Linked DNA regions of Podarcis muralis: region 2 is linked to region 1. A link is a contact called in public Hi-C data. All regions are on one chromosome and are shown on one strand. The core of a region is the stretch at or near the end of the contact, and the rest is flanking DNA. Distances in the headings are between cores, read along the strand shown.

Evidence for each region. Hi-C and Micro-C count contacts between places; a contact is called where the count stands out from the background.
Region 2: a Hi-C map of blood shows a contact between it and region 1, with 4 times the contacts expected there. The contact joins the promoter of SMG6 here to the promoter of OVCA2 in region 1. A contact is called at or near these places in 2 of 3 Hi-C or Micro-C datasets (blood and tail).

What each region holds. Positions count from the first base shown.
Region 1 is chr15:44,898,116-44,901,265 of rPodMur119.hap1.1, reverse strand. OVCA2 (OVCA2 serine hydrolase domain containing) reads right to left here and starts at 1,892. Exons shown (of 2, transcript XM_028708526.2): 1 at 1,669-1,892. The coding sequence starts at 1,837. All of the region lies in intron 12 of DPH1 (diphthamide biosynthesis 1), which reads right to left.
Region 2 is chr15:45,057,264-45,060,597 of rPodMur119.hap1.1, reverse strand. SMG6 (SMG6 nonsense mediated mRNA decay factor) reads left to right here and starts at 1,975. Exons shown (of 19, transcript XM_028707981.2): 1 at 1,975-2,048. The coding sequence starts at 2,015. It overlaps POLDIP2 (DNA polymerase delta interacting protein 2), which reads left to right. Exons shown (of 11, transcript XM_028707986.2): 8 at 175-201; 9 at 376-501; 10 at 1,969-2,048; 11 at 3,225-3,334.

The DNA of each region.
Region 1 (3,150 bases), core at 643-3,142:
GTCCCTATTTATCTACTTGCACCCGGGGGTGCTTTCGAACTGCTAGGTTGGCAGGCGCTGGGACCGAGCAACGGGAGCGCACCCCGCCGCGGGGATTCGAACCACCGACCTTTCGATCGGCAAGTCCTAGGCGCTGAGGCTTTAACCCACAGCGCCACCCGCGTCCCTTATGCTAGAGCATAATAAATCTGCAAGTCTTTATTTAACCTGGTGCCCTCCAGGGGTTGTTGGACTACAAATCCCATCAGCCTCTAAACCAGCAGAGGACAGGCAAAGGCTTCCTGCAGGTGTCATTGCAAGACTTGTTTTTTGCTGCAACTGTCTCCATTTTTTCTTGCTGGTCCCTGACCTTTCTGCTAACAATCACTCATGAAGTGTTGTTGCTTTCAGAGGGTGAGAAATATGAGTATGTACAAATGTTCATGATCAAACCATACAGTGACTAATGTGTTTTTGAACAGGGATAGGAGATGAGGGCCCACGCCGCAGACCTGCCACTCAAATGCAAAGCATAACTTGTTCCTCCCACCTCAGAACAGATTTTCTCTCAGTAATTCTTACAATCAGCCTGTGGGTAGACCACTAATGGTAGGGTCTCCATCCCTGCCGGGGAAAGAGAAAGGACTCGCTTAAGGCAACAGGGACTTTACCAACCGCAATGTATTTTACAGGCTTCACTGGGATTTTTTGCCATGGGTTTGGAAACCAGGATTTTGCTGGAGCTTTTTCTTAACTGGAGAGGCCAGGGATTCAACCTGGGACTTTCTTCCAGCGAAGCAGCTGATCTGCCCCTACACTCCAGTTCCTTCCGCTAACAAACACACCTGAGCCTGCTCAATGCGGGATCTGTGGCTGAGAACAGATGGAGAAACCGAAGAAGAGCCCTACAGCAGCTGGATTAGGCCAAGGGGGGGGGGAGGCATCTAGTGCAGCCTCCTGTTGCCACAGTGGTCAGCCAGATGCCCCCCCAAGGGAAGCCCACAAAGCAGCAGGACGGGGGGGGGGGCAGCAGCTGCTGCTGCACACCACATGCAACATCTTCATTAAACTAGAGGCGGGTTTCCCAAACTTGGGTCTCCAGCTGTTTGGGGACTACAATTCCCATCACCCCTGAGCACTGGTCCCGCTAGCTAGGGGGGATGGGAGATGGAGTCCAAAAACTGCGGGAGAAAGCCTGTTTGGGAAACTCCAAGGTCTCCTTCCTGGCAGCTCAGGAGGACATCCGAAGAGGCTGCAGGGTCCGGCCCAAGAGGGGCCCACCTTGCCCAGCCTCCTCTTCTCACGGTGGCCGATGCCCCCCCAGCAAACGGGATCCGAGCCCCAGAGCCTCCCTCCCCTCCTGGGGTTCCCAGTCCCTGCCCTTGGGAGCCACGCTGGCCCCTCGGAGCCCGTCCTCGGCAGCCCTCTCGCCCGCCACGAAGGGGCTGCTGGCCCGGCAGATTTCTTTTTTTTAAAAAAAAGTTCACAAAATGGATTAACGAGATTTCCTCCTGATTAGTTGCCCCTCTGGGAGGCGGAAGAGGTTTTTTGAGGTGGGGGGGGAGAATCGCACTCTGCACATGCCCAGAGGAACACCCGACACCCAATCAGCCTGGCCAATGGCAGGGCTCTCCTGGAGTGACGTCAGGGGAGGCGCCCGTGACGTCACTGGGAGGCCCCGCCCCTCACCTGACGGGAGAGGCGCGTCCACCGAATGGGGCGCGTCCACGTACAGGAGCTCCGCGCGCCCGCGGAGGGCCTTGCGCAGGGACCCGGTTCGCGCGCGGAAGATGTCCGCGCTCTGCCGGTATCCATGGAGACAGAGCAGCCGCAACCCGCCGCCCCCGCGGGAGGACATGCCGCATCCGGGTGGGAAGTAGAACGAGGGGAGCCGGAAGCGACGCTCCTCTTTGCAGCGTCTATGGTTAGGAGGCCGGAAACGCCCTTCTCGTACCGTAGAGCTAGCAAAGATGTAGAGTGAACTCTATTCGGGGTTTGGAGGTGAATTCCGGGCTCGCTCATGGAGATCTGGCTCTCAGGTCTGATTCCATCTCTGCGCGTAGCACTTCAGATGCCTGCCAAGGCGAAACTATTGCCTGCTTCCCCCTGGGTCTGCCAGGGGAGAAAAGAGCAGGCGAGAGGAGGCTCACGACAGCCCTGCAAGGTAGGACACCAGAGGCGGGTAGGATTCCCATGCAAAAAAACAGTGGCCTTAAATTCATCGCCTGCCCCAACCTCCTCTTTCTGTGCAAAAATAAAGAGAGCAATCCTGCCACGGTCTTTTCAAATCTCACACGGAGGACCCTTTCCCTCCACTGCCTTGCCTACAAACACTAACAGTGAATGCTTACTCACAAGTAAGCCCCACTGAGTGATACAGGTCTTGCTCCCAGGTAAGTGTGCATGTTTAGGATGGCAGCCTTAAGCTACTTATTTACTTTGGGATTTCTAAGGCAGATCTCAAATTATTTAGGGGAACGGAAATTAATTTCACATTAAGGCAGCTAGGAGACCCTGTACAGATTTGGGCAACTGAACAGCCTTTTTTGTGGCATTTTCAGACCCTCCCAAGTGTCCCTATTTTCCAGGGACAGCTCCGGATTTACAGAAGCCACTCTGGTTTCTGATTTGATCCCAGAGTGCCCCTCTTTTCCCTAGGATGCCCTTATCTTCATCGGAGAAAGCTTGGAGAGTATGGAGATGTGACCCTGAACCAGTGGCGTAGCGTGGGGGGTGCAGGGGGGGCCGGCCGCACCGGGCGCAACATCTGGGGTTAGGGCAAATCCACAGGTTAGGGGGCGCAAATCCACGGGTTAGGGGGCGCAAATCCACGGGTTAGGGGCGCAAATTACTTGCCTTGCCCCGGGTGCTGACAACCCACGCTACGCCACTGCCCTGAACCAAAGAGATGAATAACTATACAACCTTTAATGTTTAATGTTTTATTATGTTTTTATATATGTTGTAAGCTGCCCAGAGTGGCTGGAGCAACCGAGGCAGATGGGTGGGATACAAATAATAAAAAGATGGTGATGGAATGAACTCTCTCCACTGTGCAGCAGCCGCTTTTCAGTTTTGACTGCATTTTTGAGTGTATTTTGTAAAGAGGGACTCCTGTCCCAAACAGGCTGCATAGCAGAGGGGCCTGGCTCTCCTCTTGCACCCACAGCC
Region 2 (3,334 bases), core at 726-3,225, 160 kb before region 1:
AGATTGCAATGCCCATCGTAGGCTCCTATCATTTCTCTGTTGGCCAGCCCTTCTTTGTCTCTCCCAGGGATGTGGGGCTTGGAAATCCCGTGGGGAGCGGCCGGTAGCCGTGGGTTTCTGACATGGAGTGCACTGTTTATGACAAAGGCCGCCTTCTCTTCTTCTCTCCTACAGGAAGCCCAGAATTCCCACGTCTACTGGGTGAGTGCTCTTTCTCCTGGGCTTGCATGCTAAGGGTGGAGTGGCAGAGAGGGCTCTGGCTTGGCAAGGGTGTCTAGGCCTCTGTGGGCAGCCCCCCCCCCTTTCTGGCTGGCAAGCCCTTTGCTGTTGGCTCTCCCGCTCTGACTGTGACTCCTCCCTCCTTCTCGCGTCAAGTGGCGCTACTGCATCCGCCTGGAGAACCTCAACAACGAAGTCGTGCAGCTCCGGGAACGGCACTGGAGGATATTCAGCTTGTCGGGCACGCTGGAGACAGTCCGCGGCCGAGGGGTCGTGGGGAGAGTAAGTGCCCCCCCCTGGAGGGGGTTTAAAACTGGCCTTTTATCTCTTGCTTCTGAGTACCAGTGGCTGGCTCTGCAGGAGGGGAGGGGTCTCTTGTGCTCGGGTTTTGCCAAAGGTCTACTCACTGGGGTTCCTGATGGGCTACTGTGACAACAGGATGGGCCATTGGTTTGATGCAGCCGCAGGCTCCTACCATGATTGTTAATATTCATTTCGTTTCTGTATCTATATTTTTAAGAACACAAAATCTCAAAGTGGTTTAACAACCCAACATTAAAACATTACTGAAGAAAGTCAAATATAAAGTATACATTCAAAGCCACATAATACAGGAAGCTGAGATATTATCTTAAAATATTTCAAAATGAAACATTGCAAAAGAGGTCAGCTGCAGAATGCACATTTAATGCAGCAAAGTTAACAAAAAAATAAATCTTTAACATATCAAAGGAAAACATTACTGAAGGAAGTCAGCTATAAAATGCACATTTAAAACAGCATAATTGGCAAGAGAATGAAATATTGTCTTAAGCATAGAACGTGTCTGCTGCTGTTGCTGCCAATCCTGCCAGTGGTGGTTCACAGCGGGCAGCAGCTGTGGAAGCTCAGGCTGGAAGACCTGGGTCTGCACTGAAAGACAGCCAAGGTGGTCTCTGGCCTCAGCTTTTGTAGCTGGAGTCAGCCAGGTCCCCTCCCACCCAGGCCAGGTGGAAAAGGGCCTGCAGGGTCTTCCAGGTCTTGCAGCCGGTCTTGTGTTCTTCTTCCTGGAAGAAGTCTCAAACAGAACAAAGCAGTTTAGCATGAACAATTCCCATCAGCCCCCAGATGGTTGGTGAGGGTCGTTCTTATTGCAGAGCAGGAGGTGAGGCGGAAGATGGCTCTCCAGTGATAATAATAATAATAATTTATTATTTATACCCCGCCCATCTGGCTGGGTTTCCCCAGCCACTCTGCGTGGCTTCCAACTGAATATTAAAAACAGTACAGCATCAAACATTAAAAACTTCCCTAAAGAGGGCTGCCTTCAGATGACTTTTAAAAGTAAAATAGTTGTTTATTGCTTTGACATCTGCTGGGAGGGCGTTCCACAGGGCAGGCGCCACTACCGAGAAGGCCCTCTGCCTGGTTCCCTGTAACCTTACTTCTCACAATGAGGGAACCGCCAGAAGGCCCTCGGCGCTGGATCTCAGTGTCTGGGCTGAACGATGGGGGTGGAGACGCTCCTTCAGGTATACTGGACCGAGGCCGTTTAGGGCTTTCAAGGTCAGCACCAACACTTTGAATTGTGCTCGGAAACGTACTGGGAGCCAATGCAGATCTCTCAGAACCGGTGTTATGTGGTCCCGGCGGCCACTCCCAGTCACCAGTCTAGCTGCCGCATTCTGGATTAATTGCAGTTTCCGGGTCACCTTCAAAGGTAGCCCCACGTAGAGCGCGTTGCAGTGATGCTTTGTTTTCTCTCCCCAGGAGCCAGTCCTGTCCAAAGAACAGCCAGCCTTCCAGTACAGCAGCCATGTCTCCCTGCAAGCATCCAGCGGCCACATGTGGTAAGGAACCGGAGGCTTCCAGAGCCACAGCAGGAAAGACCAGAGAGGAGGGTGGGAAGCCAGCTTCCCTGGGGGCAGCCTCCCCAAGGTGGCGGCGGCGGCCAGGTGGCTGAACGGGCAGGTTGGCCAGGTGGGGTGAGAAACTTGCCTTGGGAATGTATTGAATCAGAGGGCTGGTCTTTACAGGCCCCTCAGGTTGGCCCTGGCCACTTCTGATCATCAAATCTTAACCCAGTATCACCTATTGCCAGCCACAATGGCTCTGCCCTGTCTCCACAGTTGGAGGCAGCATTGCTTCTGAATGCCAGTGGCTAGAAACCACAGGCGGGGGGAGATCTGGTAGGATGCTGTGAGAACAGGAACCTGGACTGTTTTGGGCCCCCTTTGGCCTGATCCAGCAGCCACTGCTTACATTCTTACGTTAACTGCCACACAAGTGGAAGTTTCCCTTTTCCTGCCTGGTATGTTTATGAAATGTGTTCATAAACGGAAGAGCTTTGCTGTTAGATGTCTCTGCCAATAATAGGCTTTATCTGATGTTTGTCCTACTCAGAGCAGACTGGCTGAAATTAGGTCTGTTAATTTAACTGACTCTGCTCTAGGAGTAAAATTCAGCTGGATGCAACCCAGTTCCCCCAGCCCACCCTGGTTCTGACGAGCTGCTTTAAAAAGAATGTGCAGCATCAGCTGCCAGACTCGTTGGGAAGTGTAAAGGAAGGAAAGATGGAAAGTATCGGAGGGGGGAGAGGAGACTAGCTAACGGATAAGAAGGAGGAGAGGACTATCGACGGCTGCTACCCACGATGGCTACTCTCTGCTGCCATGGTTGGGGGCAGAAATGCTTTTAGTTATCAGTTGCTGGAAACCCCAGGAGGGGAGAGGGCTTGTGGTTTTCCCTTTGGGGAATCTGGTCGGCCACCGTGAGAACAGGATGCCGGACTAGATGGGCCCCTTTGGGCTTGACCCAGCAGAGCTCTTTTTATGGTAGAGTTAAAATTGCAGTACAGATATGTTTTCTCTTACCTATTGTGGCAGTGCAGTCCTCCTGAGCTAACAGGTTTTAAGAAATAATAAACGGGAGTGGCCCCGAACAGAGTGACTTGGTTGTGTCCCCCCGCCCGCCCCCTAACCTGCTCTGGGTCAGCCCTCACTCTGAGCTCTGCTTTTGCTCCGTAGGGGCACTTTCCGCTTTGAGCGGCCCGACGGCTCCCACTTCGACGTCCGGATCCCACCCTTTTCCCTGGAAAGCAATAAGGACGAGAAGACGCCCCCTTCTGGCCTCCACT